2 separate regions of the Hordeum vulgare genome follow, and region 2 is linked to region 1. The links are chromatin contacts, called in public Hi-C maps. All regions are on one chromosome and are shown on one strand. The core of a region is the stretch at or near the end of the contact, and the rest is flanking DNA. Distances in the headings are between cores, read along the strand shown.

The links. Hi-C and Micro-C count contacts between places; a contact is called where the count stands out from the background.
Region 2: a Hi-C map of seedling shows a contact between it and region 1, with 5 times the contacts expected there. The contact joins the promoter of LOC123429115 here to the promoter of LOC123424364 in region 1. A contact is called at or near these places in 3 of 6 Hi-C or Micro-C datasets (leaf and seedling).

Annotation. Positions count from the first base shown.
Region 1 is chr2H:9,054,638-9,061,176 of MorexV3_pseudomolecules_assembly, reverse strand. It overlaps LOC123424364, which reads left to right and starts at 3,409. Exons shown (of 22, transcript XM_045107968.1): 1 at 3,409-4,517; 2 at 5,691-5,806; 3 at 6,277-6,485. The coding sequence starts at 3,655.
Region 2 is chr2H:9,207,993-9,214,896 of MorexV3_pseudomolecules_assembly, reverse strand. LOC123429115 (chalcone synthase 2) reads left to right here and starts at 2,327. Exons shown (of 2, transcript XM_045113180.1): 1 at 2,327-2,667; 2 at 2,769-3,998. The coding sequence starts at 2,481. The coding sequence ends at 3,766.

The DNA.
Region 1 (6,539 bases), core at 2,160-4,659:
TTTATACCCAAAAAGATGCCTTCTTGAACAAGGCAAAATATTTACCATTCTTATTGGTTAGGAAGAGAGAAGTTGTTGAGTTAATTAACGGAAAACCAAATAAAAAACCATTACAACACGCCCATCGAACAGGGCGGCCGGGCTGGCACCCATGAGACCACACACGCCCCGTCGAGGAGAGGGCGCCGAAAAATGTTGCCATCGCCAGATGTTTTCCATGAAAGGAAAATTAGCAGCCTGAAACAGGCGAGCGGCGCCCAAGTTCCAAGCGGCAAAGATGGCAACGAGACGAGGGAAAGGGGCATTCGGAAAGCTCCGGGTGGATGTTGTTGATGTGGATGGCAATAGCAATTGGCAAAACGGACGTCGTTATCATCGCACCAGCAGACCAACCGGAGGCCATTGCCGGTGACACACACGCACGCACACACATTCACACGTACGCAAGGCTTTAACGGTTGTTTATCCTGCGACGGATGACACCGGCAGGCAGGCAGGCAAATTTGGGACGTCGTTGTCCACAAAATAAAACGAAAGGAACCCTTCACTTTTCCTCTTGTGGTGTTGTTGCCTTTGTGCAATCCATGTGGATATGTATGGAGAAGCGGATAAGCTAGCTACTTGTGCCATCAATTACGAGTTAACTAATAACTTCCATTATTGGATCTTTCTTTTCTCACGGCTTTCCTCGTCTTTTTCGTGCAAAACATTGGAACCGAATCCTGGAATGTGAGAGAGACTTAAATTTTGGAATGGGAGGGATATAATCCTCTCATACACTTCCTTTGATCCTGTGAAAAAAATATTAATTTGAAATCCTTTTATTTTTACATGGTATTCGAAATCGGGCGTTTGGGTTCTCTCTTAAATGCTTTCGAGGTAAATTGTGTTTTGAGAAACTCTGTTAGCATTTATTCTTGCCGTTACACCATCTAGAACGTCGGCTTTTTACGAGGACGGAGTGGGGTCTTGTTTGAAGAATACATCAAGGCGATATAACTATGCACGTCGGGGCATGTCGGTGCGGAGTGGCCGCACACACTTCTGCCCCGCGCCATGGCCGACCTTCCGATGGCCACAGTGATATGGTCTAAGGTGGGAATTCGCACCACCCGTCCTCTAGCGTCACTCTGGCCTGCCATAAAGTACTCGCTGGTGATGTGTTATTTTTACACTCATCACACCTTATTTAAACCGGTTTATTTTATAAAATATGAAATGCTTCCTCCAATATTGTTACTAATGACTAATGAATGCAAATAATTTCAAATTTCTTTATTTTTATTTTGTTTTCACAAAATATGGATTAAACATAGACCAGATCAAGCATATACATGAAAAGAAGTAAAATGGAGATAAAAAAGATCAGGTAGGAGGCGCACCGGGCACAACATAGCCCAAGACGGCTTCTCGTACCAAGTCTCATATCATGCACCATGCCTCCTTGTCCAACCATACAACTATTATAAAGGGGCCTTCGTCAGATTCGCAATAGGAGAGCCACCAGAACTTCATCTCCGCATCAGAAGTCATTCATCAACCCTAGCCGCTGCCATCACCATCACCGCAACAAAACCACCTCCAAGTTAGCCATACGTGTAATCGTGTATCCCAGCCAGCAACCATCCTAAGACATATTATCAATAAAGCATTCATCTTGTTGTGTTCTTTAGTAATTTTTTATTGAATTCATGCTTCAACTAGTTGCTCCAAAGTCTGAGCTATGAGAGAGTGCCGAACATTACATTCCAACACTCCTCCTCACGTCTATGCTACTGCGGCCACAAACTCCTTCATTTTCTGCATTCCGTCCCTCCCGAACATCGTCGGTGGAGAACGACAACAAAATCCTGCATTTTTTGCAGCAGTTAGAAGGGGATCCCTCACCCCCTGGACCCAATGCGGTCGCCAACGAGGGAGGTTCGCCTCACTGGCCGTACATACCCCTCCCCACCACCAATGTTGCCACCACCATGGCTATCATGGCCCCCCAACAATGACCACTAGTGGATCTGGTGTCGGTCAAAATCTCACGGCAGAGGGACAAGGAAAGCATGAGGGAGACGGAGAGAGGAGGGAAAAGGGACTAGAAAGACCCGCCGTCGACGGCGGCGAGGATGGGGATGGCGGTCGCCGACGGGAGAGAAACCTATGGGGATGGGAGTGGAACATAAATCGACCAATATATATGAAATTTCGTAGGATCTCAGAGAAACCATGGATTGTGTTTTGAGAATTGAGGTAATATCATCGGGAGTCATAAAACTTGCTCTCGATGTCCAATTTGATGCTAAAACTTTGAAAATACAGATATGTGGTCACCCAACTTGCATTCTCGTGCAATTACGATCACTTAATCAGTATCCTGCATTTACGTGGCGTGTCAACGTGACTATGGCCCACTCTCAGTGACCGAAGTGACGTGCACGAGTTTATTTTTGAGGAAACACCCCTACACTATAGTCCCTCTGTCCCATAATATATGAGTGTTTTTTACATCATTGTAAAAAAACGCTTTTATATTATGGAATGAAGGAAGTATTTAATTGCATGGAATCCCCTAGCCAACATTTATGGGCCCCGCTTGACAGCATGCTAGATGAATAAATCTATCCTTGACATGTGGGTTCCACGTGGTGGTGTAAGAGAAATATGACGAAGTGAGAGAAATGAGATACATAAAGGACAATTGGCCGGCTCGAACTTACAACGCTATCTACGCACATGCTAACCACTGCACAAAAGCACGGTATCATCTCTATGAAAAGATACATGCTCTTTCATTATATAGTGAAAATAGGGTTTAGCTAATATTTTCACATCGTTTCATGGTACCCATCGTTTTTTTATACTTTTAGCTGATATCTATACGCAAAAAAGTGCCCTAGTGAGAGACTCAAAACGAGCGAAGTTCGTCCCAAACCCAACACGATCGCCAACAAGGGAGGTTCGTCTCCCTGGCCATCCGGACCCCTCCCCACCACCAATGTTGCCACGACCATGGCCAACCCGTGACTCCCCATCCACGACCAGTAGCGGATCTGGCGGCGGTCAAAATCCCACGGAAGAGGGGCAAGGAAAGCATGACGCGGACGCAGGGAGGAGAGGGAAGGGGCCGAGAAGACCCGCCGTCGACGACGCGGCAGAGAGAAACCTAGGGGCATGAAAATGGAACATAATTCGGTTGATATTTATGAAATTTCATAGGACCTCATACAAACCCATGGGGGTCGTGTGTTTGAGAATTACTACATGAAAGGAGTGGAAGGAAGAGAGGGGGAAGAAGTGAAAACGACGGCGCGGTGTTAATAACCGTCAGTGTGTGTGTGTGGAGGTGGACTGATGACGCCGATGACCCGACAAAACAGTCCAGCTGGCCACCTTCGCCCACCCCCCCTCTCCCTCTCTCTCTCTAAGCTCCACTCCCTCTCTCTCTACTTTCTCTCTCCTCGCGCACGCGCTTCCCCCGCCGAGCAGCACGCTCTCCTTCGTCGCCGCCCCCCTCCCCGTCCCCCCGCGCGCGCGGGCGCCGCTAGGGTTTGCAGATCCCGCCCGAGATCCGTCTTCCGCAGCCGCCGCCGCCGCCACCCGCCGCGCATCGGACGCGCTGCCTGCCCGCCCGGCCCGCTCCGGTACAGTATGCGCTGCTGAGCCATGATTCGGGGTCCGGAGCGCTCGGCGACGACGGCGAGGCGCCTCGCCCGCTGGGCCGCGCTGCTCGTCGCGGCGGCAGGACTGATTGGCGGCCGCTTCTCCGCGTCGGCGCTGGCGGTGCGGCCCGAGGAGGACCGCCTCGCGCGGCTCCCGTACGGGGTCGTCGTCGGCGGCGGGTACGCGGAGGACCCGGAGGCGGCGCAGGGGGAGCTGCAGTGCCGGGACCGCGCGGCGAGCACGCGGACCTGCAAGGAGATGGGCGGCGCGGGGTCCTTCGACACGGTCTGCGTCATCGCCGCCAGCGCCTCCCTCTCCGGCGACGTCTGCGTGCACGGCGCGGGCAGCGTGGAGGTACGCGCCGGGGTGAGGATCGCCTGCCCTGTCCCCGGCTGCTACCTCGTGTTCAACGTCTCGGGGAGCATCGCCGTCGGCGAGCGCGCCCAGCTGGTCGCCGGCTCCGTCGGCCTGCACGCCGCCAACGTCTCGCTGGGCCGTGGCTCCGCCGTCAACACCACGGGCCTCGCCGGCGCGCCCCCGCCCCAGACGTCCGGCACGCCGCACAGCCTCGAGGGGGCCGGCGGCGGGCACGGCGGGCGCGGCGCGTCGTGTAAGGTCTCCAACGACACCAACTGGGGCGGTGACGTGTATGCGTGGGCGTTCTTGGACAATCCGTGGAGCTATGGTAGCAAGGGCGGGAGCTTGTCTGCTAATGAGAAGCTTGGCGGGGACGGCGGAGGCCGTGTCCTGCTCAGGGCGAGTGAGATTTTGACTGTTGATGGAGTTGTGCTTGCTGAAGGAGGCGTGGGCAGTCTCAGAGGCGGCGGCGGGTCCGGCGGAAGCATTATGATCATGGCTTTCAAGCTGTAAGATCTGCATTTCTTGACATTTTACTTATTCTCAGTACGATTTACGTTACCAATGTGAAATCCTTAGGATAGAAGGATCCGAGCCCTATTTGATCATTTCACATTATTCCACGGGAATTAGCTAGTTCAGATGATTCTGTAGGTAAACAAATGCACAATTTGGCTACATGTCTTCATCATGTGAACATTATGATGTTTTTTCTAGTTAAGCAATTTTTAGTGTTCTAGGAATTACCATGTCATTGCACTTCGTTACACACTGGGTGAATCTGCATTATTCAGGATCATGTTGAAATTACGTTCTCAAGCAAAACAAGGAATTGCACACAAGAATCAAGAGTATCTATGACTTAGTCTGGTTGTACCGCGATGCTAGAATTTGAGTGCAGTTGCTGGCTTGAGTTCCAAATCAGTAGTGCCTTGCTGTCTGATGTGCTGCCTTTCTTCTGCTACCCTGTACACACATTATCTTGTCCAAGCAGACGATCTTTAACAATGACCATTTATTAAAGTTTGAAATATTGAGAAACAGCATTAGTCATGATATGGTAAGCGGTGTTGGATATGATGCTCTAGTGCGACTCCAATGGTACATTCAATACATAGCTCTGTTATGACCCACAATATCTGAGCTGCCCACCATTAGGTTCAAATGTTTACAAAACCAAAATCCCATTGAAACCTGAACTAGATCATTGTTGGTCCAAATTTTGATATGAAGCCCATTATTCTTTGTAACCCACTTCTGATGATGACCAACTCTGTACGCATCTGCTCCTATGAGCATGCATCCAGTCTTACCTCCTTCCTCCATGGTTGCTGCCTCTGCCTTCCTTAATGCTCCTTGCCTTACCTACCTCCTTTCACCTGCATCCATGTGAGCATGTACTTCTGCTTACTAAAGATGGCAGTGATGTTGCGCAATGCAGATAAGCTTGCTTTGGCTTTCAAATTGATTTGGTAGACTTGGTATTTGATTATCCTGGCACACCTGATTAGTTATTTCTATATTATCCTATGCACACATTTACTTTATTAATTGCTGCAAGATCCATAAACATTTTCCCATAGGATTATTACTGAAGCAAAGTAGCAAACCTCATCCTTGCACTTTATGCTTTCTGCGTTGACCTATGAAATGCAACACTCCCTTATTGTTTAACATTCTAGATATGGAAATGGTACAATAAGTGCTGGTGGTGGTAATGGATGGGGCGGAGGAGGTGGTGGGAGGATATCCCTAAAATTTTACAGCATTCAACAAGATTTGGAAATTATAGCTCATGGTGAGTATTTTCTGGCCTTAGTTTCTATGTAGCTGTTTTGTAACCCTCCTGCCTCTGGCGTTTCCCCATAGGGGAGCACAGTCGTCCAAACTATTTCACTTAAAAGTGCAATGTATATTTGTTACTGATTACTAATATTGTTTAGGGAACAAATGATTAATTTTGAATCAACTAAATTTGCCTGCCCTTATTTTTCTTACAATTTTAACTAGACATTCAAAAAATAATGATAATCAAATCTAGTTTGCCCTACCTTGTCAAAATTCACCGCGTTTAGGTCTTCCTGTGGAAATTGTGAGCCTCAGTTTAGATTGTCACTGTTATGGCTCTTAATATTCATCCTGAGCGTTGAATATTGATGCATGTGTTTTTGGTATGGACATGCACCTTTTTGCTCCATAGCTTTTCAGTAATGCAATCTCTCCCCCTTCCGTTGTATTCTGATGGTATTTTTTTTCCACATTCATCAGGCGGACAGAGTTTTGGGTGCCCCCAGAATGCTGGTGCAGCAGGCACAATATATGATAAATCATTGGAGACTCTAAAGGTCAGCAATGGAAACCTCACCACGCATACGGAAACTCCATTGCTGGGGTTCTCAGTGACTAAACTCTGGTCCAATGTGCTTGTGGAGAGCAATGCAAAAGTACTGGTTCCCTTGTTGTGGTCCAGAGTACAGGTTTGAATACTTTGACCCACCACTAACATCACGTTCATGACCTATTCATCAATC
Region 2 (6,904 bases), core at 1,078-3,577, 150 kb before region 1:
AATCACTATTGGAAAAGGCAGTGCCTAGGAGGCGCTTAGGCACGCCTAGGCGCTAGGCAATGGCCTCGCTAGGGCATAAGTGAAAGCCTAGGTAGTACATGCAAGAAACTTTCTACCGAGAGAGAAATCACACCATGTTGCACTAACGTGTCAAACGAGCCATATTAGCTCGTAATTATCTTATACATATGCTTTGAATTAAGATAATACGCATATAATAACCATAAATACATCCTAATAGTAGAAATCATATTATCGCCTAGGCTATGCCTTGGGCTCTTATGCATGCCTAGGCATTAAGCACAGGCCAACCGCTTACGCCTACCGCTTTTTTCAACCTTGATAAAAATTATGCACAATGTGCACGGATAAAGAGTAGACACAAAAAATATATGTTTCAATATGTAAATAATGTTTTTTTTTCAAGTGTGTGTATAAAAATATTTATGATGTATAGAAAAACTATATTATTTGTATGCCAAGAAAGAGCTTTTGATGCTGCCGCTATAGGAGCTCTGACTAGCGCTACTGGCCCAACAAGACACCTCACATTTATTATTTGTATGCGAAGAAAGAGCTTTTGATGGATGCCCAACAAGGGGTGGTGGTTAGGCCACGACCACCTCGCTCACATGCTCGATCCAAGACACCCCACTCACTCAATTAACATGGTTGACCAATTGACCCTTGACTTTGGAGAGATTAGAGTGCATAACTTTTACATGTCAAATGTGTCGACAATTTTTACATGTTCAATCTATATTGCTATACACTTTTAAACACTTGGGCATGATTTTAAGTGGATTTTATTGGACTAGCCTATTAACTAAGTGTCTAGTGTCACTTTCTATTTTTCTTGCCTTTTAGTTTTTAAAGAACGTACCAAGAAAAGGCCCTAAAAATGGTTTTGGAAGTTTGCAGAAGTGAAGGACCCTATGGGCCTAGCCCCACACACCTTTTCCTCCTTAGAAATATCAAACATTTTTTTTTGCCATTGCCACATCGCGTTTTCGAGACGGTCTTCATTTTCAGCCCTTATCTGAAACTCCACGAAGGGGAAATCCATCTCCATCGTCATCAACCTCGATCAACATGCTCCAATATGAGTTGTGAGTAGTCCATCCCCTGGACTACCGGTTCATGGAAATAACCAATATTGTATTATCTCCCCTAGATGTACATATGTTGATCAATACAATAGGTACGTGAGATGATCTACACTGTTGTAGTTTATCAGATGAGTTTAACTCTATATGTTCATAGTTCTTCAGGATTCATGTTTGATATCGAGAAGCATATTTATTTTGTTTATGTTTGGCCAGTTTAGATTGGTAGCCTAGTGTGCATTAGATGGTTTCAAGTCTTGTACAATCTGTCAAAGTGGCAATTTATGGAAAAGGCCTGCGAAAATTGTTCCTACTAATGATTAAGGCTTAGTAGGTCTAAATTGAACCGAAACTAACGATGTCCGAGCCCACCGACGGCTCCTAGCCGTTGGAACCGAGACTAATGGTCATATTAGTCCCGGTTCAAAACCAAACCGGGACTAAAGAGTCAAACGAAAGGCTTGTTTTCTACTAGTGTTTGGGGTTGATGTGTTGTGCCCACAGCGTAACCTTTGTACCTTGTGTGTGCTACCTCCAGTGCGGCATGTGTGTGGTGTTATGACTGTTGTCGGATGTTGTGCTTCGCTAGTTTGCTTTATCTATAAGGCGGGGCGAAAGCCTTTTTCGATATACGAATATAAATGGGGCACGCGAATTTGGGTCGTCGATTTAATTAAAGAAACATGTATAATATGTCACAAAAACATATGTTTAGAAAGTTCATTTGGTAATGACTCGAGAGAGAAAAAAAATACCCCCAAAAAAATGAATCTAGAAAATTAGTTTTGTTGACATACATCACATGCTTTGCTAGTTCGACGACCTAAAACCACCATACGAAACTTAGATTCCCATCCAAAGTGAGTAGAGCAAATATCGAACAATCGTCGTTTTGTGGTGATGTTACCGGCCACATCTTCACCCTACTACCTACCTACCTACCTGGTAATAGCAGAGCTAGAGGTTCAAGCACGTACGACGGTACGAGTCCATCCGTGCAAGTGGCTGGGAGATGAAGCACACGAGTCCGTGCAACCGGGGAGGCCCAAAGCCACGCGACCCAACTAACTCCCAGTTGGCCGGATTGGTTGGTATGGTATAAGACGTGTCGCACGCGCCACCCGTCTCCTACCTCCGCATTCGTGGCCATCCATCCTCCCGTCCAACGGAACTAACCCCCTTCTCCTTCCCCCGGCGGCCAGCTTCCCCTACCAACCCTTCCCGCCTACATATACCGTCCCCCACATCCATACCACCACACCACACGACACCACCATCTGTACTCATTCAGCTGCCTCCGGCAAACTTAGACGTCACACGGATCCCCCATCTCGCAGCCAACCTAGTCGGCCGCTGGTACGTACTGAGAGTTCAATGGCGGCGACGATGACGGTGGAGGAGGTGAGGAAGGCGCAGCGGGCGGAGGGGCCGGCCACGGTGCTGGCGATCGGCACGGCGACCCCGGCGAACTGCGTGTATCAGGCCGACTACCCGGACTACTACTTCAAGGTCACCAAGAGCGACCACATGGCCGACCTCAAGGAGAAGTTCAAGAGGATGTGTAAGTCCAATGATGAATACCATTCCATTCTTCTTGGCTGTCACTTTTGCCTTTTCTTGGATGGGCAAGCGACCTAACTAACAAACAATGCTTCATTTCAGGTGACAAATCGCAGATCAGGAAGAGGTACATGCACCTAACGGAGGAGATCCTACAGGAAAACCCCAACATGTGCGCCTACATGGCGCCGTCTCTGGACGCGCGCCAGGATATTGTGGTTGTCGAGGTCCCGAAGCTCGGGAAGGCGGCGGCGCAAAAGGCGATCAAGGAGTGGGGACAGCCACGGTCTAAGATCACCCACCTCGTCTTCTGCACCACCTCCGGTGTGGATATGCCGGGGGCCGACTACCAGCTGACCAAGATGCTCGGTCTTCGCCCGTCCGTGAAGCGCCTCATGATGTATCAACAGGGATGCTTCGCCGGCGGGACGGTGCTTCGCCTAGCCAAAGACCTTGCTGAGAACAACCGAGGCGCGCGCGTGCTCGTGGTCTGCTCGGAGATCACCGCGGTGACCTTCCGTGGCCCGCACGAGTCCCACCTCGACTCACTCGTGGGTCAGGCGCTCTTTGGTGATGGTGCAGCCGCGGTGATCATCGGTGCAGACCCCGACGTGTCCGTCGAGCGCCCCCTATTCCAGCTGGTATCTGCGAGCCAGACGATTCTGCCAGACTCAGAGGGTGCCATCGACGGCCACCTCCGGGAGGTCGGCCTCACCTTCCACCTCCTCAAGGATGTGCCTGGGCTCATCTCCAAGAACATCGAGCGCGCCCTAGAGGACGCCTTCAAGCCATTGGGTATCGATGATTGGAACTCCGTCTTCTGGATAGCGCACCCCGGCGGGCCAGCAATCCTTGACATGGTTGAGGCCAAGGTAAACCTCAACAAGGAACGGATGCGCGCCACCAGGCATGTCCTCTCCGAATATGGCAACATGTCAAGCGCATGCGTTCTCTTCATCATGGACGAAATGCGCAAACGGTCCGCTGAGGATGGGCACACCACAACCGGAGAGGGAATGGACTGGGGAGTTCTATTCGGCTTTGGTCCCGGCCTCACCGTCGAGACGGTCGTCCTCCATAGCGTCCCCGTCACTGCCTAGGCGAGCGCATTATCGCTCGTCCTCCATTTATCTTCGTGGTGGAAAAATCTGCTTTTTGTACTGTATTCTACGGTATGTGGTTTGTACTAGAAGTGTTGGCGTGTTTTGATGCTCCGCCTAGGCCATTGCGTTTATCATATGTGCTAAGCATACCATGTTTGTTGTTGAGATCGTGGTCGTTTGAACTATTTATTTACGTAAATGAAAGTAACCAATTAGATTTACTATGAAACCTAGGAATCAATAACTATCGAATTTGGCTACCCCTATGGCATAGACCTCAACAAGAAACTATTGAGTAACAGCAACAAGTGAGATTGAGTTTAGTTGTTCCTCATAGAAAATTACTGACTCCATATAGGTATGTCAATATGAAGAAGAAAAATCGTTCAAAGCACGCACACAGGTGGAAGCGTCCCTTGTTTCACAGAGAGGAGGGCGGGTTATTCGCATTTAATTTGATGATCAGAGGCAGTGGCTGGTGCGTTGGGCATTCATTGGGAAACCTACAAGTGTGTGGGCCTAGTCATACCACGATGGCCGCTATGAAAACACCCTGGGTGGCATTTCTTTTCTACATTTGACGTACAATCAACAAATAGGCTCAAACAGTGAGATATTTGATGGCAAAGAAACAATAAGATATAGCTTGCGAGCAATCGCACTTTAAGAGGCTATCGCAGTCCACTAGCGAGCATAATAGGAGCTGAAAAGTCTAAGATTCAGCTACACTGATAGTATGTTGTAGTTGTGATTATTTGATGGTGACCGCTTGGTATAATATGTAGTTAATTCAACTAATGATGTTACATTCTCGTAGGTAAACTCTCAAAATCTGAGATGTTACAACAGAGGACAAATCATACATTTATGTATATACTTTTTTCCAGGCTCGTATAGTGGTAGTTGTCAATTGATTTCACGATCTCCAACGAGGCTCGGTGAACATCGTAAGGCGCAGCGAGAACTCCACTGTAATGGTGACGCTTGATTACATGCCTTCCACTACGCATCGCCGTCTTCCAGAGTTTCCTTAATCGACAGCTATTGTACACATCTACGTGCCCGAGACCATCGGCCCATCAGGGACCACACGTCTAGATATGCGGGTATGGCAATCCAAGGCTTCCTCCAGCGGGCCGAAAGAGTACACCACCTTGAAGCCTTGCCAGCGTACGAGTGTAGCAAGATCATAGCTCATAGATTGTGCATGTTCAAGCCGAACAGGTGAAAGCATTAGTCGTTTTGAGTGTTGTCTTCAGTCCTTGAGCACAGGGAGAATTCATGTATGGCTCGATTTGGGGACGAGCCATACATCTGCCCATCCAGGTAAAAAGGTACTACCATGTAAAATTCTTGGTACAACAAATCTTTCATAGATTTTACTTTTTTTGCATCTTGGCCGAATTAAATTGGTCAATGCTCCCTCTATATCTAAATAATAGTAGTTGAAAATAACTAGTAGTTTAGTTTTAACTATAATTATTTAGATACACAGGGAGTAGTAGATAGTGCTTCTTCTTGCAAAGTGAAATTATTTCCAGTTTGAAGAAAACAATAAACGGAATACAAAAAGAAAGCCAAAAATACGCAATATAATTAAACCTTAGGACATTGGCGTGGTTAGTTTTGTTATATAATTAATTAGGACCGCAACAAAGTAAAAGAAAAACAATACTAGTGTTATGAGCTTACGGATCAAAGTGACGGTAATGTTCATACCCTTTTTTTATAGAAAACATCAATGGTCCCTATTGAACATTTTGTTTGTAGTATAAATCTTAAAACTTGCACCAAAGTCTGTGTTGACAAAAGATTTTCAAAGTTAAAATTGTATTAGTTTGATGTTTATATTTTGGGGCCCTTGGATTATAGTTTCGCCCCGGGCCCCTGAAAACTCAGAACCGGCCCTGTTTTTTCCTTGCGTTAATAACATGAAACTTATATCTAGTCAATTTAAATAAAAGGACACTTTTGGAAGAAAAAAAATTGCACTATGTCGCCGAGTTGGGCTATAACTGCCTTCTTCGCACGTTCCAAGCCTATGGGAAAACAAAAAATCTCCCATGTCCAGCGTCACTCAGAGTTGATCTTATGTCTCATAGCCTCCAACGCTCCCATGACATCCACTATTCAGCTTCTGCATAGAATCGGACTGGGATCTATTGATTCACTAGTGATTTCTCTCCAAAAGAGAACGTTGTGTGGTAAAAAGTAACAATTGAGCATCGATTAAATTGTAGTTTCTATAACTATGACTATCCATGGCATAGTTATATATGAGCATCACGTCTCAATATCTATGGACCATTATCCAAATGCGTCTATAACTAATACTACATCCAAGACCACTATCTAGCACGATTCTTGAAGTATTAAGTAATTCAATAAGTATGAAGACATGAACTAGATGGTATATTGTCTTCACCCTATGTTCGAAGGACAACTATGCAGCCATCTTTTTAGCCCTAGTGGCAACAACACGATACAAACCTTTTCCACTCTCTGTCACTGAGGTAGATTACTTGCAAGGTTAAACCCAACTATCATACACGAATCCTCTCATTAAGATCAAACCCCAAAATTACCAAAAGAAACAATTATGAAGCAAATAAACAATATATATTCATGGAAAAAATCACATCATAAAGTGGCAGCTCGTCATATCTGAGCAAACACACTGCCATATTACATCACATGGATCACAATCATGTAGGGCAGCTCATGTGATCTTTGTATTGAGAAGAAAGGGAGATAAAAACATCTAGCTACTGCTCTGGACCCGTAGTCCAAAGGAAACTACTCATGGGTGATCATGGTGGCCTTCAACCTGATGGAGATGGCCACCGAGAAGAATTCCCGTGTGGCGGAGTTCTAAATAAGCACTCCAGATTGGATCATCAGGAAGCATAGGTGTATGGCGGTAAATCGGAGCATTGGGCAGCCATGCAACCCCCACACGCCCGATTGCCGCGTGCCGGGGGCTCGTGGGGCGTGTGAGTGACCCTTTGGCCTATGTCGGTTGCCACATGAAGCTGTTGGATGCAAAACTTCCGTTGACTTATAAAATCTAAAAATATACATAAAACAACAAGTGGCACTGGGCATCGAATTATAAGGTTGGAATGAAAAATAATA